Regions from separate parts of the Mus musculus genome. Here regions 2, 3, 4, 5, 6 and 7 are each linked to region 1. Evidence: chromatin contacts called from public ChIA-PET, HiChIP or PLAC-seq and promoter capture Hi-C data. All regions are on one chromosome and are shown on one strand. Each heading gives the region's core, a stretch centred on a gene start, on an enhancer-like site or on the middle of the called end of the contact. The rest is flanking DNA. Distances are from core to core; before and after follow the strand shown.

Region 1 (2,853 bases), core at 166-2,665:
ACTAGCTTTTGACAAGGACAAAGAGTCCCCGGTCTTCCGCTAGCCTTCCTCACGTGGTCTGGAGACCTTCCAATTTAAACGCCACAACAGTATTCTTTAAAAAATAAAAAGACAACCTATCTAACTAATAAAGAGCTGCACTCCCTGCCTATTTGAAAGGACGCGTGGAAAGTGCTAGAGAGCCGGGTGTGACGAGGCCCGGAACGCCCAGCCTCCAGGCACTGCGGTTTCAGAGTCTAAGCACTCGCTCCGGCCATTGGCTCAGTCACGTTTTCAAGGACTCAGCGCGGCCGGGCGTTTAATTTTTGGTAAAAGTCAAGTCAGGAGAGACATTACCTCATGTTACTGAAAATAAAAAGGTCGCGATCACTCTATCAAGGACACGGGGCTGCCGGAAACCAGGAATGCCAGTGCCTAGCTCACCCACAAAGGGACAAAAAACATTTATCTTTCGTACATTTATTCCATTAACTGATGAGTCTGGTGGAGCAGAGAGGGGACAGAGGTCACGCTGTCCCCTGTGGGACAGCGGAGGTGGGGAGGGGCGTTCGGCTCAGGGGTAAGCAGAGAGGACTGGGCCATTTCTTTGATAGAGGATCACAAACGATCCTGGGGACATGTGGCGAGCCAGGCAGATCGAGCCTCCGCACTGGGGGGGGGGGGAATCGAGGTGTCCCATTTTGTGGGGGGTGAGGGGTGGGGAAAGCCAGCGAGATAGCGCGGCGGCTTAGCCTCCCACAAGCTGGCAGCACGAAACAAGAAGCCTAGCAGTGCTCCTTAGTCTCAGGCTGGGGTGGACCAAGCCCGAGGCCGGGAAACCGCCGGGCTCAGGGAGAAGGACCGAGGGTCGTGTGGGGGAGGGGCGCAACAACCTTCGCAGCCATTTTGTCCTCGCCCCACTTCCGTCTTCTCTTCCCGGACTCCCCCTCCCTCAGGCTCTTCTCTCAGGCAGCCCGGGGTCCCAAGAGGTAGGGATCCGGCCGAACGCTGCTCTCATTGGTCCGTCGCGGAGGTACCCGCCTTCCTCCCAGGGCATCCTTCCGCCCCCTCCCGCCTGCGCTGCCGGGTCGCGCACGCGCACTCGCCGGCGACCCTCTCCCCTCCCCCAGCAGCTCTGAGTGACAGAGGACTCCCGCGCGCGGGCTCCCGGCGCCCCGCCTTCTCCGCTCCCCCCGGGCCGTTCCCAGAGCGGGGGCGAGCGTGAAAGTTCCAGAACGCCGCGGTCGTGCGTCATCGCGAGGCGGGGCGGGGAGAAGGCGGGACCTAGGCGAGCGTTCTGGCTCTTCATTAGTGCAGTCGGCAAGGGCTGGTCGTCCATTGGCTAAGAAGCTATGATCGGCAGCGGGATGGGGCGGCACCCTTCTGGAAGGTTCTAAGACAGGGTATAAGAGAGAGGGAAGCGGGCGGAAACCGGTCTCATTGAACGCGGAGGCAGCTGCCTGGCATTTGTGTGGTCTCGTCGTCAGCGCAGCTGGGCCTACACACAAGGTGAGGCATGGGACTCGGGGGTTTGCGGGGGTCCGGGGTGGTGCAGGAGTCCCGGGGAGTCTCTTAGGCGGCGGCTGCAGCTCAGGCCGTCACCACCAGGGACAGAGACTGCAGCAGATCCGGAGGATGGGCTGAGTCAGGGCGGCGCCGCCATGGCCTTGTGGCTCCGCGTGGCGGGGGAGGGGAGCCACAGGCGCCCTGGTCTTTTTATCCTGTCTGTGACTTCAAATATAAGGCTTCTGCCCGGCGCCCACAGGGCAGGGCCCCCCGAGGTGGGAAAGGGGGATCCTGGCTCCCGCGGTGCGCGGTCCGGGTGGGGGGGGTTCGGGGGGCGCTCGGAGGTGGCCACGTGCTCCACCATTGTCGCAGACCTTTAGGACAGATGGTTCCTTGAGCCTTGGGCGGGCTGTGCCAGGCTTGGCACAGACCACCTATACTGCAGCACTGCTGCCACGAGCCTGCCGCGTGGCTTCAGGTGATAGGTCTGGGTCACCAAGTCCAGACCCACTGCGGACTGGATAAAAGCCGGAAAGCGAGTGCTTAGCCCCCCTCCTTTTTTTTTCTAATAGCAACCATGTCTAAGGGACCTGCAGTTGGCATTGATCTCGGCACCACCTACTCCTGTGTGGGTGTCTTCCAGCATGGAAAGGTGGAAATTATTGCCAATGACCAGGGTAACCGCACCACGCCAAGCTATGTTGCTTTCACGGACACAGAGAGATTAATTGGGGATGCGGCCAAGAATCAGGTTGCAATGAACCCCACCAACACAGTTTTTGGTAAGTCGCCAGCATCTTTGTGCCACTAGCATGAGTAAAAGGGCTGGGGGGCAGGGCATTTGGAATGTAGAAACAGATCTGCCTTAATAACTGCAGCCTGAGATTGCAACTGTTTAAATATGACAATATAAGGCCACAAGATTTTAAATATGGGCCTTGGCTTCCTGCACTAGAGATTACGTCCATCTAGATGGGTGCTGCAGGTTTTTGTTTTCTGTTTTTTTGGTTTTTTTTTTTTTTGCAGTGATAGGCACTAAGGAGTGTGATGAGGTATGTTTAATATTTTACAGATGCCAAACGTCTGATCGGGCGTAGGTTTGATGATGCTGTTGTTCAGTCTGATATGAAGCACTGGCCCTTCATGGTGGTGAATGATGCAGGCAGGCCCAAGGTCCAAGTGGAATACAAAGGGGAGACAAAAAGTTTCTACCCAGAGGAAGTGTCCTCCATGGTTCTGACAAAGATGAAGGAAATTGCAGAAGCGTACCTCGGAAAGGTGGGTTTTTTTTTTAACAGGTGCCATTTGAGATGGGTGTTACCTTTATGTTTAATTCACACATTCTGATCGGGAATTTGCCAACCAAAC
Region 2 (2,853 bases), core at 253-2,752, 470 kb before region 1:
CTGGAGATCCGAGGGCCCTGGGTAGAGGCTGGCACGTCTCCCTCCCTAGAGCCTGGTGGGTACTGTCAGTCATCACCCTCCAAGGTTCTGGTACTGTACCTTCTTTAATCAAAACCCAGGTCTCTAAGCACACTGTGAATGAGTACCAGAGCGGTACAAGCAAGTCGCAGCGGGTGCCCTGCCAGGTAGCTCTCAGGGGTGGAGGAAAAGATGAACTAGGCAGATCTCATCAAGGTCTTTCCTCACTTCTGCCAGGGAGGCCACCGTTACCCATCCAAGGGTCACATGAAACAACAGAGTGACTGAGTGGAGGCTCCACGCCCACAGGGACGGAACTACCTCCTGCAGGACTCTGCGTTTTACAAAGTGCCACGCAAGGAGGGAGACACATTCCCACTAGTGGTAGTGTTTGAGAAGCAGGCAGACTCGGGAAGGGGATGGGGTGCAGGTGGAGTGGGGTGGGAGGTGGAGTCTTTTCTCTGTTGTCAGGTGCAGTGGGCGTGGTCCCTCAGTGACTTCCAAGCCAGCCTGCCAAGGGGTGGGGGTGGGGAACAGTGGGTTCAGCCCTTCTGGGAAAGGGACCAAGCAGGACATATGGGCAGAATTGGCAGGGGTAGAAGGAGGGATGCTGAGCACTACAGACAATTCAATACTAGAGGGGAGATTAAAAGACAGAGACAAAAGATGGCTTACTTTTGAGAGGCGCTTGTGAGACTAAGACCATGCATGCAAAGGTGTTTGGAAAACAGTGGGGAGAAGAGGAAGAACAAGAAATCAAAAGACAAGTTCAAGTGGGGTTTCTCCCAAGCCTCCCGAGGGGTCCCCTTTCTCAAGCCCTGCGACTCCCGTTGGTTTAGGAGCACCTGAGTAGAGGCACCTCTTGATTGCCAGAGGCCTGGGGATCGAAGGAGAACTCTGGGGAACCTTAACCATGTGAGGGAGGCCTCTATGCTAATCCTTGGATCAGGAGCCCAAGACAAGCTTGAGAGGGAAGGAAAAGTCCTGTGACTATCCTCTCTGCAAGATGAGTAGGGCATGGGCTGGGACAAAGGTAAGGCGGGGTGATGGCCAAGGAGGAGGTTAAAAATAGCCCTCCGGAAGCTTCCCTGAACTCGCTCTTCCTGGCAATACACTTGTCCCAAATAACGTTCCTTTGCCAGTTCAAAGGGCCAAATTTAACGAAGGATTATAAAGGCGACACCTCCTGCTCACCAGAGCTTCCTCCATATCTCAAGGGTCTTGAAGTTCCTTAGATGCTTACCGAGAGATGGGGAGCGGGGTGGAGAAGGGGCGCATGACTCGGGACCCTCCCTGAATGATTAACCAGGAATCAATTCATCAAGAGTCTCCCCTGCTGACGCTGACCTGTCCTGACTTCATCACATAGACACGGGGCTGTTCGGTCACATGAGTACCCAGTAGCTTCCTGCGACCAGCTAACAAAGGCTGCCAAGTCCCCAGCATCGTCTGCTCACCTTGGAATTTTTACCACCGCTCCGACCAGACTGTGAGGAGCAACTGCGTTGCACACCCTGCTCCGGGGTGGACGGGGACTTGTCCGAGGAGTGATCTGAGCCCTTCTCCACCATGGTGTCTCCGTCCTGGTTCTGTGGTGTTGGTGAGCGGGACCGCTTCCGGAGGATGGGAGAGCAGGCTGGCGTGCTGCGGTTGGAGTTACTGGCAGTGCTGCAGGGGCAGATGGAGACGGGGAATGAGATGGAGAGGGAAGAGGAAGGAAGGAAGGAAGGCTGTGAGTGACGGTCGGCCACAGACCCATGCAAAGGAGCCAGCTCAGGGAGCCCAGGCAACAGGCTGAGGAGACAACCCAGCTAGGGACTTGCTGCACTGTAATGCTGCTACTGACCAGCAGGGGGCAGTAGTGCCGGTGTGAAAAGGGAACTGGGACTAGAAACAAGCAGTCAAGTATTTAAATATTCACCCATCCAATCCTGTTTGAGCTTTAACTACATGTAGAAAGCTATTAGGGAAGATGATTTAGACCCTGAAAGAATCTCTCAATGCCACCAGTTCATTTTATACATGCTTTGTTTCAACACTTGCCCATAGTGACAACAACTCCGCTTTTCAAAGCATTCACATATATATTATTTCATAGGCATGTCTTTTACAAATTACGACGTTATTTTATCTTGCATGTATGTGTGCAGGCATGCATGTACCATGGGCATGCCTGTGGATGTCAGAGGGCAACTTGCCAGAGTCTGTTTCCTCCTTCCACAGTGTGAGTCCTGCAGAATGAACTCAGGCCACACTGGCTTGGCCATCTCGCTGGCACAGGTACCATGTGCCAGGACATTCAGTTGAGTTAATAACGGCCACTATCCTTCCATTTCATTTAAAAGATGAAGCTAAATGCCAGATAGAGAGGAGAAAGTGACCCAGGGCTAGCCTCAGAGTTTGCTACAGATGTAAGTCACTCATAGCAGCCTGGTAAGTTATGTTGCTGGTCTACGGGGGGGGGGGGGGGTTGTTCTCATACCTCCTACCCAAAATTCACCTCTAAAAAGTTCCTTGTACTTCCCATGGCACTAAATCCAGTTATACCGAGGCATTCAATCTGTTAATACAGTAAAGACCGAAACTTAGCTTGTGTTTTCAATAGAATAGAAGAGGTGAAGAGAAAAGGGTGGAGAGGAAAGAATGAACTCAGTTTGTTCTGTTTTCAGAGAACAGAGAAATCAAAGAGCTGGGCAGGGAGGGAAGAATCCTCAGAAAGAGACAGTGGAAATGGGAAGGGACATCCTGGGAGATTACATGGCCCCAGACCAAGGTGACAGGAGGGGCAGGATCCTGCCCACCTGCTCAGGAGCCAGACTAACTCAGGAAGCCTTT
Region 3 (2,853 bases), core at 141-2,640, 400 kb before region 1:
GGGGGCGAGGGGGTAGGAAGAGGAGAGACCTTTCTCCTACTCAATGAGGGTACCCCCACTAGACTCCTTTACAAATCCAAGAGCATGGGGACTGTGCCACACCACAGATATCGCACTGTCCTCTTTACTCAGAAGCCTGACAAGTTCCCTCTGACTATCGTGTGGCCTTCAATCCTCTCTCTGTGCCTGGGCTGACAATCAAATGTGCAGACAGAAGGCAGAAAGCTGGTGCCTACCAAAGAGGACATTCTATTTCATCAAAATCGCACAGAGACCAATTCCTTGATAACTGGAGTCTGCCTAGTCTCTCCGATGACTCAATCCATCTACCTACTCAGTTCTTAAGGAACTATCACCAGGTAAGGAAGGTGGTATACACCTGTAATCCCTTGTGTACTCACAAGGCAGAGACAGGAGCAACTGCACACACTTTGAGCCTCGCTGATCTACATAGTGAGTTCCAGGCTAACTGGGGCTACTTGGCAAGCTCTGACTCAATAGATCAAACAACCAAAACCTGGCACACATCCCTGGAAGGTGAACTTGTGTCAGCAGTGTTGAGAGAGCATCAACAGAAGCCTAAGGCAGTTCAGGCCTTGAACCCACCAGCCTCAGACATAATGTAATTTGGTACAGAACAGACAACCTGCAATGGTTGGGGAGGTATATATTTCAGAGTACAAAGAATATTCTGAGAAAAAAAAAGAAACAAAAAAAACTATATATATATATATATATATATATAGGTCTTTTTTTTTTCAAGACAGAGTTCTCTGTATAGCCCTGGCTGTCCTAGAACTCACTTTGTAGCCCTGGCTGGCCTCGATCTCAGAAATCTGCCTGCCTCTGCCTCCCAAGTGCTAGGATTAAAAGCATGCACCACCACCGCCAGGCCAGAAAATGATATTTAAAAGGGTAGAAACAGCTGCTGCAGGGGCCATTGGATTCATACCTCTTCTACTTAGCAAAAAGGACGTGAGAGATTCCTTATGAAATAACCCTCCAGCCTATACGCTTGCTTTTGAAACTAGAGACCTGAGGCTCCCTGTTCTCCAACCCATTTCACTTCGCCTAATAAGTTAGCGAAGGGGCAAGAGAGAAACACTCCTTTACAATATTCTCTGTCTGGGGCAATTATTCATACTAATCACTCTACCTTAGGTAGCTGCTTAATCACTGCACTTAAGCACCAAGTTAAGGAGAGGAAGTGATAAAGACCCAGAAGGCTTTGAGAAGGTCAGGTTTTGACAGCCGAGTGGAAGGTGATGTGAGAAATCCAGTCTCCAACTCCCTGAGCACAGATCTGAGGCAGAACACTGCACCTGCTTCTGCTAGAAGAGCCTTCATGGCAGCAGCAGCAGCAGCAGCCGCTTGGGAGGTTGGACTACAAGGAAGCCAGTGTGGTTGTTTCAAACCCTGGTCAGAGAAACTTCCCCAGCACTGCATTCTGGGAGTTGTAGTTCTGAGCAGCAGGCATTTGGCAGCCATGTTTGCACTGCTTTCAGAGTATACAACTGCATTTTGATTTCTGTACCAAGATTATAAATCTACAATCAGATGTCTTTTCTAAAAAGGTCAAATCCCTTCTCTCTAGCTTCTGGGTGCTGTGGGAAACTGAAAAGAAGGCAATGAGACTGGGAAAGACTCACAGAACTGTAAGGAACTTGAAAAAATGAGGAGTCTTAGCTCTCTAGTAGACTCTCTGGTTATAAAAGATGGGTTCTTTGGAAGGACAAACAGGAAGAGAGCAAGGGCAGCAGGCGTTCCCTTGCAAGTGTATATCTGCATGAGTGACTTTCTCATCCTTTGCTTGTTAGCCATCAACCTTCAGCAAAGCACTGAGCATAAGGAAAGGCTGAGACTTAAATTCTAACTCAACCATTCACCTCTGTGTAACATTGGGTAAATTGCTTGGCCTGACTGTGTCCCCATTTCCTTATCTATAAGTCAGGGATGTTACAAAACTAAAGCATTTGTAAAGCCAGAAAACACTGTAAAGGGCTTGGATTCGTGTCTGGCAAAGAAATACTAAGTCAGAGTTTGTGTCTGTGTTCATTTGTTATTCAATGGTAGTCTTCCCCTTTGCCAAGCAACCCCTCACCCCAGGGTGTACATTCCAAGTCTCTCCCAGAATTCACCATAAGGGCAGGTACGCAGCAGGGAAACCCAGAGCTGTTGATGAGGCTAAACAGAGACATGAAAGCAGTGCAGCAAACAAAAGAGTCAATAGAATAAGACTAGGAGAAAGAATGTGTACCAAGGATGCTACCGGGGAACATCAATGACGCTAGACACTAAGAGAAAGCTGGACCTGGGCTCAAACAGAAGGCCACACACGGCACGGGTCTATATTCCCATCACTCAGAAGGCCGAGATGGAATGGCGTGAGTTCAAGGCCAGCCAGGAGTGTGGAGGTGGAGGCAGAAGGATAAGATATTAAAAGACATCCTTGGCTACATAGTGAGTCAGAAGCCAGCCTGGGCTACATGAGACGACACCCCCCCCCAAAAAAAAAAACCCTAACACCGTAATCTACAAGGCAATCAGAAACGTGGACCCGGTTGAGCATGAAGGGAAAAGGAGAGCAAGTGACTAAAGGCAGGGTGGGAATGACCACGGGAGGATAAGATGGAGCACCAGAGAGCTGGGGACAGAGAGATGCTGTCTTGGGAAAAGCCAGAGATGTGAGAACCACCCCTGCACAGGTCAGGTTCAAATCAGACTTGCAAAAGTGAGCTGCTCTCTGGAGAAGTGGGGGCTTAGAGTGGAAGAAGTTTAGATGAGGAAGGAACAAGGGTAGTAGGAAGGGGCACAGTAGGAGATAAGATAAAATGATTGGTTTTAGGACACCCC
Region 4 (2,853 bases), core at 145-2,644, 380 kb after region 1:
TGCCTCTGCTTCCTTTCTTGGAAGAATGAATTTTCAGTCTATGGCCCATGAGCACATTACAGTTATGTAAGTGTTACCCCTAGGCCCTAAGGACCAAGGCTGTCCTCTGGACAGGAAACCAAAGAGCCGAAGAGATCTAGAATGTGCAGTGGCCCCAAGAGATCTGTGGACTATGGGGGCAGAGAATAAACTAGTCTCGGCTTTCTCTGTTCACCCTCTGTAGGTAGAGTACATTTTCTTTCTTTGAAATTCTTTTACATTTAAGTTTATTTTGCATGTACACACATGCTAGAGCATGCATGGAGAGGTCAGAAAACAACCCTGACAGCTGTGGATCCTGGGGATCAGACTCAGGTTGTCATATTTGTCAGAAAGTGCCGTGACCTACCAAGCTCTCTCACGGACCCTGATAAAGGACATTTTATAAAATGAGACCCGAGGCCCGGCAGTGGTAGCACACACCTTTGACCTCAGGATTCTGGAAGCAGAAACAGGCAGATCTCTGAGTTTGAGGCCAGCCTGGTCTACAGATTGAGTTCTAGGATATCTAGAGCTAGGCAGAGAAACTCTGTCTCAAAACAAACAAACAAAGAAACAAACAAAGAAACAAAAAGCATAAACCAATAAATAAAAAATAGACCTAAGTAGGGCCTGATTGCTCAAGCTGGTAATATCAACTCGAGGAGGCTAAAGCAGGAGGACCACAAGTTCAAGCCCCGTCTGGGGTACAGTGAGGTCAGGACTCAGGCAATCTAGCGAGACCCTGCCTTAAAATAAAAAGTAAAAAGAGGCCAAGGCTCGATAGTCAGAGAATAGTTGTCTAGTATGTACAAGATCCCAGGCTCAACTTCTAGTACACATACAGACACAGACACAGACACAGACACAGACACAGACACAGACACAGACACAGACACAGACACAGTCACAGACATAGTCACAGTCACAGACACAGACACAGACACAGACGACACAGACACAGACACAGACACACAGACACAGACGACACAGACGACACAGACACAGACGACACAGACACAGACACAGACACAGACACAGTCACAGACACAGACACAGACAGACACAGACAGAGACACAGAGACAGAGACGCAGACGCAGACGCAGACGCAGACAGACAGGGACAGGGATAGGGACAGGGACAGGGACACGGTCACGGACACGGACACGGACACGGTCACGGACACAGACACACAGACACACACAGCACACACACACATTTGTAAGTGGAGTTGTATCCATGCCAAGCTAAGACCTCATGTTTTTTTGTTTTTGTTTTTTTGCCAGCTTTGAGGTGAAGTCATGGTCCTTGACAGTACTCGGGGCTCTCTTGTGTCATGTGATCCTTCTTAACCCCGTCACCCCTGTCCTCACACTCTCAGTTCCAGTTCAGTACAGGGATCAGTGACTCACCACAGCTGCCTGCAAAATGTGTGTCTGTGCTGTTGAACACAGACAGAGCGTGGGGAACTACAGTGCAGGGAAAGGCATGGCAGTAGCGAGAGGACCTGCTTTTATGAGAACCCAAGGGCAGAGTGTCTGTGGCATCTATTCTGGCATTTGGATGAAGGATGATTTCCCGAAAGGATGATATCTATGGTAAAAGCTACAGGGTCATAAGGGATCAAGAAAGCCAGGGAGGCTATTTCTGTAAAGGGAATGAAAAATGCAAATACTGGAGAAAATAATAACTTGACATTCATGAGTCAAAGTAAGAAAGGTCTTGATGAAGCTTTCTCCCCAGTCTTACCAAGAGTATGCTGTCCCAGTAGGGGCTTTTGTTTTGGAAACAGGGTCTTGTGATGTAGGCAAGCCTGAGATTGAACTATTGATCCCTTATCTCCGCCTTCCAAACATTGGATTATAGGTGTGCACCGTTACATCTGCCTCCAGTGGAGGTATTAAGCTTAAACTAAGGTAAACAGGGAACTGGGGTGTGTGTGTGTGTGTGTGTGTGTGTGTGTGTGTGTGTGTGTGCGTATGTGTGTGTGTCTATGTGTGTGTTTGAGAGAGAGTGTGAGAGAGAGAGACAGAGAGAGAGACAGAGAAAGAGACAGAGACAGAGGGAGACAGAGGGAGGAAGAGGGAGAGACAGAGAATATGACCTCCTGTGGTCTGAATGTATTCTCAAATACTAACATGTGAGAAATTTAGTTTCTAGTAGCTGCATGGAAACTTAGACTTTGTCCAAGATTAATTGTAGAAAGTTAGTTTCTAATGCAACAGTTCGTGGAGGTGGAGTCTGGCAGGTGGTGGTTAGGTAGTTCACAGGGTCCATGCCCTCATCAGTAGAGACACTATTAAAAAGCCTTGTAGGTGCAGAATCTGTCTGTCTGTCTGTCTCATTCCATCCATCTATCCTTTCTCTCTTTCCTTCTCTCCTTTCCCTTAACCTCCTTTCTCTTCCTCGTCTTCTTTCTCCTACTCCTTCTTTTGGGTCTGTTTGAGATGGTCTCAAGAAGACCAGGCTGGCCTCAAACTCTGAGTATGAACTCACTGCATAGCTGAGGCTGACCTAGAACTTTTTATTTTTCTGCTCCATCTCTGAAGTGTGAGATCACTGGCAAGTACCACCGTGTTGGTTTTAAACAGTACTGGGATCAAACTCAGGACCCCATGCAGGCTCTAAAAGCATTCTACCAACTGAGCTACATCCCCAGCTCCGATTGTGTTTTGTTTTGAGACCTGGTCTACTTATAGAATCCTACGTTGTTTTCAAGCTGGTGGCAATCCTCCTGTCTCAGTCTTTTGAGTGTTTCCTGTGTAACTAATATTCACCTCTTTTCCCTCCTCAAGAGTTGGAGGTTGAATGCAATGCTTCATGCATACTAGGCA
Region 5 (2,853 bases), core at 242-2,741, 380 kb before region 1:
AATTTGCTTCACAGACAAACATGGTGTCACACGTCTGTAATCCCAGCACTTGGGAAGCAGGGGCAGGAAGAACTCTAGTTTGAGGGTAGCCAGGGCTACACAACAAAACTGTGTCTCAAAAAATATACATGATAATCACTTCACTTCACTGTATCTTCTACTATAACTAATAATCATTTGAAAGTGAAAGGCCCATTTTAATTGTCATTTCTTTCCATTTTAAGTGCCTAACACTGCCGGGTGGTGAAAGGGCACGCTTATCCCACCAGCCCGTTCAGAAAGACTCCTTTTTTTGAGTGCTTTCAAATCAACATAGGTTGGGTACTTGCCTCCTTGTCCCTCCACGTTTTCCTGATACCAGGGTTGAAAGGATCCCACTCAACATTCCAGGGCACAGAAGGGGCCATCTGCGACTGTTGCTTCAAGAACAGAAGCACCAATGCTGAGATCTGGTGGTGCCAATCAGAATGAGACGGAAACAAAGAGGCCATCACAACAACCACCCGCTGCCTCCTACTGCCAACCCTCCGCTGTCCTACACACATGCCAAAGGCATGACCTAGAGCTCCATCATGAAAGGGCAGGAGCTGTGCTTCGTACTTAGCAGGACGTTCATCAGAGGGTGGCAGGGAGGACTGAGGCTCTTCAAGTACACACCAGGAGCAAAACTTGGCAGTAGGCTGAGCCTGCCCACTGTTTGCTCTTCCTATCGAATGGTATGAGTTTCAGATCTCCATGCCAATCACAATACATGCTACTCCAAACACAGAGAATTGGACTATGGCTGAGGAAAGAAGAAATATTCTATTCAATGCCTTGTGCTGTGTTGTTATTATTATTATTTTACAAAGATCAAAGAACTCTTCAGCCACAATAAAATTCTAGACCTCTAGCCGGGCGTGGTGGCCCACACCTTTAATCCCAGCACTTGGGAAGCAGAGGCAGGTGGATTTCTGAGTTTGAGGCCAGCCTGGTCTACAGAGTGAGTTTCAGGACAGCCAGGACTACACAGAGAAACCCTGTTGCAAAAAAAACAAACAAAACAAACAAACAACAAAAAGAATTCTAGACCTCTGATCCCACCAATTAAAAGAATTATACTCACCCCATTGCATTCCTGGGATGGGTTCTGAGAAAGGGGCAAGAGAGTTTGTCTCAGCTCCAATTCCCTTCCGTTGTTCTTAGCTGAAGCAGCACACGGCTTTCCCCCTAGTTTCTACCATCATAGGAGCAGCTTTGGCCTCAGCCACTACTTGGCTTCACAGTGAATCTTAGGCACTCTTGAAAGACTAAATGCAAATTAACCAGGTCACTCAGAAGTGAATCTTTCACTCAGGAAGTAATGCGGTCAACCAAGTCCCTTCTCAGAACCTGGAGTCTTCGAGGATTGGTCAAGACTCTGGACAGCAGGCCTCATAAACCTTGCCCCCACAAGTATCTCTCTACTTCCTGCTGTTAACATCCTGTGCGCCCTCCTGTAGAAAAGCCCTTGCTCATCTCAGCTAGTACGCTCACACAGGAAAGGCTCAAAATGAAAGCAAGTAGAAGCCACAATACGCCACCTCACAACCTTCATTTGAGACAAACACACTGATCCTGAGGTTCCCTAATCTGAAAGAGGAGGTCAAGTTGCTTTTCCATCTGTTTTCTCTCACGGGAGTAGAAGACAACATACAAGCACCGTTTGTCTGCTCCAAACAACACCCTAGCTTCTTGCCAACAAAAATCCTTAAACTGTTTCCACAGCTGCCATGTTTGAAAGACACACACATTACTTGGTTCTAATTAATGTACATACATGTTGTGTTTCTAGTCAATGACACCTAACTACCATGCAGAACTTGAAAACAACATCAATTAACCCTTCCCAACCACCACAGATTGAGAAAATTCAAAGAAATGCAAGATGGGTTGTCTTGTATTGTGGTTTACATATGAAATGTTTCCTGAGGCCCATGTTTTGAACACTTCCTTCCTGGCCATTGTTACTTTTTGGAAAAGTGGATAAGAAACTCGACAGAGGAAGTAGGCTAATACAGGCAGGTATGGGGAGGCTATATGTTCCTGATCACTTCCTGTTGCCTTTTCTGGCTGTATCAATTGGAGACTGTTTGAAAAATCATTTCCTAACTCCTTACTCATGCTGGCTTCTGACCCACCGGGTCCCAAGTATGACCTGAATGGCATATGTTATCGCTTCTTTGGTTTGGTTTTGATTGTTTGGTTTTTGAAGAGGCAAAACTCCGGTTTGCAAATGACTGAGCCCCACTCTATTAAGATAGACTTTTGTCTCTTTTACTCCACTAATAAATGTTCGCAAACCAGACGAGATTCACTGATTTGGATCATTTGCTAATTTCTGTGGTGTAAACACTTTCACCATGGCTGGTTTCTCATGTCACTGAAATTAGCATTGGGAAATGACAAATATAATGAGCTCTCACCAGCTGACATCACTCCACCACAGAACACAAATATGCTCTGAGTGCTTCCTATGACCTTCTAAAGCAGCTTTTCAAAACAAACAAACAAACAAACAAACAAACAGGCCGGGTAGGCATAGTGGCACATTAAAGAATTCTAACAGGCAGAGTCAAGTGGCTCTCTGTGAGTTCAAGGCCAGCCTGGTCTACATAATGAGTTCCAGGACAGCCAGAGCTACATAATGAAACCTTGTTTCCAAAACAAAGCAAAACAACAAACAAACAATGAATAAATAAAGCAAGCAACTCTAGGCATGTCTCTTTCCAGGCTCATATCATCTTTTAAATTATATTTGTATTTATTTGGTGTATGTCACAAAATACTTTTGTGTGGCAGACAAGTGGAGGTCAGAGGGATGACTGGCACTTG
Region 6 (2,853 bases), core at 94-2,593, 350 kb before region 1:
CAATAAGTGATAATGAACGAAAGTGAAATGATAGGGTGAATGAACTCCCATTAGTTACCACCAGCAGCAATAACAGCAACACCCCGCCCCCTCTAATAGTACAGACCTCTGCTAATGGTCATACCCCGAGTCCAGAAGTAAATTGAAGAGGGGACATGGTATCCATGAGTAGCGGGGACTCCATGCCACCATGGGCAACTTCCTGAAGCAACACACACACACATTACCCTGTGAGCTTCATGCTAGTTCTTGAATGTGAACAGCAAACATCTCCCTAGCAAAACTGAAGCTGGCACGGTGATCGATCGTGAGATGTGTCCGTGATGTGGTAGAAAATGTGAATACGTCACCTCTCCATAGGCAACATGGACCTGTACCAGCAGGGTAGTGTAGGAAAAAGAAAATGACAAAAAGTGAAATGGGATTCGGAAGTCCATGTGGAGGCGTCACTTAAACTTCTGTCACTAGTCTCCCGACACCTCCACCTGTACAATGGAATCATAGCCTAATACTATCTACCTAATTTCTCCAAATTCCATCCTCAGGTGAAGCCCTCACCACAGACAGTAGTCTGCGCACAGTAAGGGCTTAAGAGATAATAAAAGATAACACTGTATTGGCCATTTTGCTGTGAGGGTCAAGAAATGAAACGCAGCATGAACCTATGTCAAACACATCAAGTAATGTAAAGTCCCTAGTTCTAGGCTGTGTGGTAGCCCTGGTGCCCTGGCAGTGCCTGAAGACGCCAAGGTGACGCGATAAGCTCCTTCTTTGATCCCGGAAGTTTCCACCAGAATGCCCTAGGGTCCTAGACCGCCCTGGGGAGGGGCGAGAGGTTCAGGGGAAGACTGCTGGAGAGAAACTGGAACCTACCTGCTTTCACTGCATTCTTTCCGCTCCCTCACCCTCAGCCACTTGCGGAGCAGGAAGCGTTTTCGGCGCGGGGACGCACTGGGTGTGGAGCAGTTGGACCACGGGGTGTCCTCGTCGCTGGAGGGCGTAATCTCAATGGACGGCAGTTGCAGGAACTCCTTGCCGGGGGCCAGGACGCCGGGTAGGTCCGGGGCTACCAACCCCGCCTCCAGGCTCTGCTCCTGCACGTTCTTCATCCGGCGCATCTTAAAGCGCCGGCGGCGAAGCGTGGGGGTGGACGAGCTGGACCACACCGCGCTGCCCTCGGGTGCGCCCTGAGGTTCTGGCACCTGCAGGGCGGGCAGCTGCAGGTTCTCCATCATGTTGGCCGCCGGCATCGGGGTCCCTGGCCGCTGCTCCGTGCCCTCCGCCTGCAGCCTGGCTCGAGGCTTCCTCTCTCGGCTCCCTACCCTGGGGCCCGTGGCACTATCCCCTCTCACGTTCAGCGGGAGGCTCGAGCCTGCCAGTAGATCAAGTTCCTTTTCCTGGAGCGCCGCGAGGAGGGGACTGAAGGGGACGCCGCCTCCTGCGGTCTAGAACTTTAAGAAGCGCGCTTCCTCGCTCAGTCCGACGAGGGAAGAGGCGACCCGGGACGCAGTGACAGTCGCCTGCCAAGCTTTGCCACCCGGCTGCCCTCCTGGGGCTCCCCTTCGCGTGCCCGTGTGTTTGTCTTCCGCTGCGCCCGCTTGCTCGCTTGCTCTCTCTGCCGGTGTCTTTGCCTTAGCGGGACTCGGCGGCCCCGGACCCCAGGGAACTGCGCAGCAAACTCTCAGTGGTTTGCGTTCAGCCGACTGCGTTGGGGAGCCGGCTTGGCGCTGCAGGAGAGTGGAGGACTGGAAGAAGAGGCGGTGGTAGGAGGGAGAGGAAAGAGAGAGAGAGAGAGAGAGAGAGCAAGGGAGACACTAGATAAAAACAAAAAAAGGTGGAGTAGGTGGAGGGGGGTGGGGGCTGAGGAGGGAGTGGGTTGCTAGCCTGAAAGGACACGCACAGGCAGCGACAGCCAGCGACAGCCTTGTAACTGTACACGGAATCCCTTGGGGAGGGACTATACCTCCGAGTCAAGGCTGCTCCAATCAGCCTAATGAAATAGGAGCACAATCCAAACTTTCTCAAGGCAACGATTGGCTAAGCAGCTCTGGTTAGCAAACTCCCTGTTTTTTTTTCCCCTGGGGGAGGGGAATCAATGGATTTAGCCCTCCCTCGCAGACCACCCAAGATACAGGGTTGAAGGAAAACTGGGTGACTTTTCAGCCAAATCTCTCTCCTAAGAAATGCGCGTTCTCCGAGTTGTTTGGAGTGCTGACCAGGAAGACAGGGCATACATAATCAGAAGGAAAATGGAAAGTTCCTGGAGGCTGCTTCCAAAATGGCAAGCTGGGAAGAAAAGACAGTTCTGTAGAATAAGCTGAGGACACCAGACACGGACACAAAGACACACGATAGGGTGGAAAGACACAGGACACACAGGACCATTAAGGGAAAGATACTGGATACATGGTGTGTGGCCTGGCCAAAACTATAGCCCGATTATAAGTGAAAGGCAAAGAGGCTGAGAGAAGTTAGCCGGTGCACCACCCTCAGAGACTCCAGGGAGTCAAGTGCATCCTTGGACATTCCTGAGACTGTGTGATGCTGCTTCATCTTGCTGGGGAATGGGTTGGGTCACACCGTTTACTGTGGCCTCAGACCTCTGAACAGAAATATGGACTAGTCCTGCCAAGTATATCAGTGTGCTAGAGGCAGGTGAACCCTGAGAGGTGGGATGTAGAAGTGATCTGCTTTAGGAAGACATTCTGTGTTGGACTGAGCTTGCTGGGGTACAAGTTTAACACTCAACGACCCCCACCCCAAACAAGGAATTTGCCTCTTCAGTGGGAGACCGAAAGGAATAACAAAGACCCCAATACATGGCCCACAATCTGGCCCATTCTCTTTGCCGGT
Region 7 (2,853 bases), core at 202-2,701, 270 kb after region 1:
AACCAGTTTCTGAAAATTGTCTGGACTTCCACATGGACACTGTAGCCTATGCAAGAGCACTTGCATGTACACACACACACACACACACACACACACACACACACACACACACACACCCCATACCACACACCAATGCATGCACATACATCTTAATTAATTGAAAAAATAAATAAAAACAAATTTTAAATGTAGGGAACCATTTGATCACTAGAAAAAAATAGTTATTGGTTTGTTTTTAAAGACAGTCTTGGGGCTGGAGAGATGGCTCAGCGGTTAAGAGCACTGACTGCTCTTCCAGAGGTCCAGAGTTCAATTCCCAGCAACCACATGGTAGCTCACAAACATCTGTAATGGGATATGATGCCATCTTCTGGTGTCCCTGCAGAGAGCAATGGTGTACTCATATAATAAAATAAATAAATAAAATTTAAAAATTAAGACAGAGTTTTACTATGCAGCTGGCCTCAATCTAGCAATTCTCCTGCCTCAAGTGCTGGTACTACAAGTATGGACCACTATGTCTGGGTAAGGTTAAAAAAAAAAAGGAAAGATAAGGAAACAGGGAGAGAGACAGACAGACAGACAGGCAGACAGAGAGACAGAGAGACAGAGACAGGGTGTGTGTTAGCTTACATGTGGAAGTTTCAGCTAGCCACTGGCTCTGCTACCAAAATGTGGTCTCTTGTTTCTGGAGTAGGAAGGGGAGGGTCTGACAGTTCTGGGTGGCTCTGCATGTACTTCAAGGTCAGATGCTCTCAAGAAATTTCCCCATAGCCTTTTCTGATTGCTACATTCAAATGCTGCCTCCAAATGTGGTCAGCCTTGATTCCTGTCAGGCCAACATGTGGTACTGCTCATGCCTACATGGGGCCTGATTCCTTTGGTCCTAACTTAATCCTTCTTCCTCCTTAACCAGTTCACGAATTGCCCCAGAACGCCATGTCCAGCATCCTCTGTGATAAAAGCAACGGGGTCACTGTGGTGTTCAGATACAAGACTCCACAATGAACTCCAGGACCCTGGAGTACTCACAGTTAAATCAGCCTATGAATACCAGAAGGGAAGCAGAGGCAAACCCGTGGTCTATGGCTCTACCAGCTCGTTCTCTCCCTCTCCCCCTCTCCCTCTTTCTGTCTCCTTCTTCTCCTTCTTCCCTCCCCTATTTCTCCTTGCTTCTCTTCATCCCTCCCTTCCTCCCTAACCCCTCCCCCTCTCTCCTGAATATAATTCAACCAGGCTCACACAGATAGGACCTTGAGTCTGAGTTGACAAAATACACTTCTGTCTGAGGGTGGGGGTGGGGGTGGGGGTGAGTGGGTGGGTGGGTTAGGGGAGGATCCTAATGAGTCACTTCCCCTGCTTTACTTCCTTTTTCACTGATACAGCATCCCCAGTGAGTGGGAGGGAGAGATAACCAGGCCTGGGCTGGAACCTCGTTGGTGAACGCAGCAGAGGGTGTGAGCTTGTCCCCCCTCCTTCATGGTCCTCTCCCCTCCCCACTCAAAGCCCAATCTTCTCTCTCCTTTACAATGTCTTCCCGTGTTTAGGTCCGCCCCACAACAGGTGACAAGTCAAAAGCCCGATGGCTCTCCGAGTTATCAGAGTCTTATTCCTTGGATCAGGTGGGAAGTGGAGAAGCTGAGATGGGGACAGAATGGCTGCAGTCCTCCAGCTAAAGTATTAAGAATCATGGCAGTGTGCACTTGGAGGCTGACAGCAGGTATTAACTTACATTAATCTCGCTGTGGCTTCAGTGATGCCCTCCCAGATGCAGAAGCGATCGGATCACATCATGTATACTCCCCATTGCACAGAGCTGGGAATTGTGGGGGTCGGGGCGTGGGGATGGGGTGACACATCTTCAAGGTCAAGGGAAGCCAAGGCACAGTATGCAGTGACCTCAGACTTGAGGATCTGCGTTGTCGGCTGCACCCTGTATCCTTTCGCCATCCCTTTGATGGGCTCCTGGGCAGGTGGATAGAAGGTTGATGCTGGAGGGACAGCCAGGCTCTAGTCCCAGCAACCATTACATGACCTCTGGCATGTCCTCCACCCTCCCCGAGCTTATAGGAAATGAAAGGGGCTCATGGAGTTCTCTCGGGCCCTTTCCACTTCTACTACCTTATGTGTTTTTCTGTGCTGGGAGTCTCTTTTACCCGCAGAGGGAGGAAGTGGGGCTGTGGTTTCCTCCATCTAGAGCTGAAATGAGTAGATAAAACCGAGGCATGGCTGCAGGGAAGGAGGGGGAGGGAGGAATCCTCACTGGGACCTGGGGCCAGATACCAAAGCAAGAGGCATGCTTACAATACTGAGTGCTAGATAAAACAGCCACACCAAGCCCCTTCTTCGTGGGTGACAGCCATCGGCCTTGCTCTGGTCCTTCACTGTAGAGGGGACCAGATAGTCTCTCCGAGTCACGTGACACACTAGTCACGTGACACGGTCTGATCGTCCAGTTGCTTTCTCAGTTGCAACCCAGTTGGTTTCTCCCAAAGACTTCTGGTTCTGGGACCCCCATCCCCCATCCCATATACACATATTAAAATAGATGTAGAGGTCTCTTATAGAAAATGGCATGATGACACATGAATACCCTTCCCAAAGCTTTACTTTTCTTCTTTCTTTCTTTCTTTCTTTCTTTCTTTCTTTCTTTCTTTCTTTCTTTCTTTCTTTCTTTCTTTCTTTCTTTCTTTCTTTCTTTCTCTCTCTCTCTCTCTCTCTCTTTCTCTCTCTCTCTCCCTTCCTTTCTCCCTCCCTTCCTCTTTCCCTCCCTCCCTCCCTTCCTTTCTTCCTTTCTCTTTTATTTTGAGATAAGGTCTTTTTATGTATCTGTGGCCCCCAAATTCTTGAAAT

Evidence for each region. Promoter capture Hi-C pulls out the DNA fragments that hold promoters and counts their contacts. ChIA-PET counts read pairs in DNA pulled down with a chosen protein or histone mark. HiChIP or PLAC-seq counts read pairs in DNA pulled down with a chosen protein or histone mark.
Region 2: an H3K4me3 HiChIP or PLAC-seq map of bone marrow-derived macrophages shows a contact between it and region 1, with 4 times the contacts expected there. The contact joins the promoter of 1700110K17Rik here to the promoter of Hspa8 in region 1. A contact is called at or near these places in 7 of 39 promoter capture datasets (the 3T3-L1 cell line, 3T3-L1-derived adipocytes, the HPC-7 cell line and 3 more), 3 of 484 Hi-C or Micro-C datasets (cerebral cortex and pancreatic cancer cells), 12 of 115 datasets of contacts at active chromatin or transcription factors (bone marrow-derived dendritic cells, bone marrow-derived macrophages, effector CD8 T cells and 7 more) and 1 of 9 other capture datasets (liver).
Region 3: an H3K4me3 HiChIP or PLAC-seq map of bone marrow-derived macrophages shows a contact between it and region 1, with 5 times the contacts expected there. The contact joins the enhancer-like site here to the promoter of Hspa8 in region 1. A contact is called at or near these places in 5 of 39 promoter capture datasets (cranial neural crest, embryonic stem cells, hippocampal neurons and 2 more), 2 of 484 Hi-C or Micro-C datasets (embryonic stem cells and memory CD8 T cells), 12 of 115 datasets of contacts at active chromatin or transcription factors (bone marrow-derived dendritic cells, bone marrow-derived macrophages, double positive thymocytes and 8 more) and 3 of 9 other capture datasets (adipose tissue, liver and pancreatic islet).
Region 4: a contact with region 1 is called in an H3K4me3 HiChIP or PLAC-seq map of bone marrow-derived macrophages, with 8 times the contacts expected there. The contact joins the enhancer-like site here to the promoter of Hspa8 in region 1. A contact is called at or near these places in 24 of 39 promoter capture datasets (the 3T3-L1 cell line, 3T3-L1-derived adipocytes, the C10 cell line and 14 more), 1 of 15 datasets of contacts at CTCF or cohesin (pro-B cells), 14 of 484 Hi-C or Micro-C datasets (the CH12 cell line, the G1E-ER4 cell line, the HPC-5 cell line and 10 more), 16 of 115 datasets of contacts at active chromatin or transcription factors (acute myeloid leukemia, astrocytes, bone marrow-derived dendritic cells and 12 more) and 3 of 9 other capture datasets (adipose tissue, liver and pancreatic islet).
Region 5: an RNA polymerase II ChIA-PET map of memory CD8 T cells shows a contact between it and region 1, with 36 read pairs. The contact joins the enhancer-like site here to the promoter of Hspa8 in region 1. A contact is called at or near these places in 14 of 39 promoter capture datasets (the 3T3-L1 cell line, the C10 cell line, cranial neural crest and 8 more), 8 of 484 Hi-C or Micro-C datasets (CD4 T cells, Th1 cells, cerebral cortex and 5 more), 20 of 115 datasets of contacts at active chromatin or transcription factors (CD8 T cells, bone marrow-derived dendritic cells, bone marrow-derived macrophages and 14 more) and 1 of 9 other capture datasets (liver).
Region 6: a promoter capture Hi-C map of neutrophils shows a contact between it and region 1, with 5 times the contacts expected there. The contact joins the promoter of Gramd1b here to the promoter of Hspa8 in region 1. A contact is called at or near these places in 9 of 39 promoter capture datasets (the C10 cell line, the HPC-7 cell line, HPC-7-derived erythroid cells and 5 more), 3 of 484 Hi-C or Micro-C datasets (Sertoli cells, pro-B cells and regulatory T cells), 10 of 115 datasets of contacts at active chromatin or transcription factors (bone marrow-derived dendritic cells, bone marrow-derived macrophages, effector CD8 T cells and 7 more) and 2 of 9 other capture datasets (adipose tissue and liver).
Region 7: an RNA polymerase II ChIA-PET map of memory CD8 T cells shows a contact between it and region 1, with 542 read pairs. The contact joins the enhancer-like site here to the promoter of Hspa8 in region 1. A contact is called at or near these places in 5 of 39 promoter capture datasets (the C10 cell line, the HPC-7 cell line, embryonic stem cells and 2 more), 2 of 484 Hi-C or Micro-C datasets (B cells and the G1E-ER4 cell line), 5 of 115 datasets of contacts at active chromatin or transcription factors (CD8 T cells, bone marrow-derived macrophages, effector CD8 T cells and 2 more) and 2 of 9 other capture datasets (liver and pancreatic islet).

The regions. Positions count from the first base shown.
Region 1 is chr9:40,799,861-40,802,713 of GRCm38.p6, forward strand. It overlaps Hspa8 (heat shock protein 8), which reads left to right and starts at 1,416. Exons shown (of 9, transcript NM_031165.5): 1 at 1,416-1,488; 2 at 2,058-2,267; 3 at 2,558-2,763. The coding sequence starts at 2,063.
Region 2 is chr9:40,331,970-40,334,822 of GRCm38.p6, forward strand. It overlaps 1700110K17Rik (RIKEN cDNA 1700110K17 gene), which reads left to right and starts at 1,503. Exons shown (of 3, transcript NR_040728.1): 1 at 1,503-1,618. It overlaps Gramd1b (GRAM domain containing 1B), which reads right to left. Exons shown (of 20, transcript NM_172768.2): 3 at 1,476-1,686.
Region 3 is chr9:40,395,886-40,398,738 of GRCm38.p6, forward strand. All of the region lies in intron 2 of Gramd1b (GRAM domain containing 1B), which reads right to left. Among named protein-coding and RNA genes, the nearest start is that of Gm51668, 20 kb to the right of the region's middle. Within about 2 kb of position 1,391, at least 137 of the 459 cell types and tissues checked have an H3K27ac peak or open chromatin away from gene starts, as enhancers often do. A contact at or near this core is called in bone marrow-derived macrophages, double positive thymocytes, embryonic basal ganglia and 5 more, where this site is marked.
Region 4 is chr9:41,177,852-41,180,704 of GRCm38.p6, forward strand. All of the region lies in intron 6 of Gm35657 (a long non-coding RNA gene), which reads left to right. Among named protein-coding and RNA genes, the nearest start is that of Gm35657, 21 kb to the left of the region's middle. Within about 2 kb of position 1,395, at least 19 of the 459 cell types and tissues checked have an H3K27ac peak or open chromatin away from gene starts, as enhancers often do. A contact at or near this core is called in Th17 cells and bone marrow-derived macrophages, where this site is marked.
Region 5 is chr9:40,422,195-40,425,047 of GRCm38.p6, forward strand. All of the region lies in intron 1 of Gramd1b (GRAM domain containing 1B), which reads right to left. The region is part of intron 1 of Gm51668 (a long non-coding RNA gene); the gene reads left to right. Among named protein-coding and RNA genes, the nearest start is that of Gm51668, 6.6 kb to the left of the region's middle. Within about 2 kb of position 1,492, at least 87 of the 459 cell types and tissues checked have an H3K27ac peak or open chromatin away from gene starts, as enhancers often do. A contact at or near this core is called in CD8 T cells, Th1 cells, bone marrow-derived dendritic cells and 6 more, where this site is marked.
Region 6 is chr9:40,454,421-40,457,273 of GRCm38.p6, forward strand. It overlaps Gramd1b (GRAM domain containing 1B), which reads right to left and starts at 1,344. Exons shown (of 20, transcript NM_172768.2): 1 at 874-1,344. The coding sequence starts at 1,250.
Region 7 is chr9:41,071,515-41,074,367 of GRCm38.p6, forward strand. All of the region lies in intron 1 of Ubash3b (ubiquitin associated and SH3 domain containing, B), which reads right to left. Among named protein-coding and RNA genes, the nearest start is that of Crtam, 68 kb to the left of the region's middle. RefSeq lists an enhancer at 125-2,853. Within about 2 kb of position 1,452, at least 120 of the 459 cell types and tissues checked have an H3K27ac peak or open chromatin away from gene starts, as enhancers often do. A contact at or near this core is called in B cells, CD8 T cells, the G1E-ER4 cell line and 7 more, where this site is marked.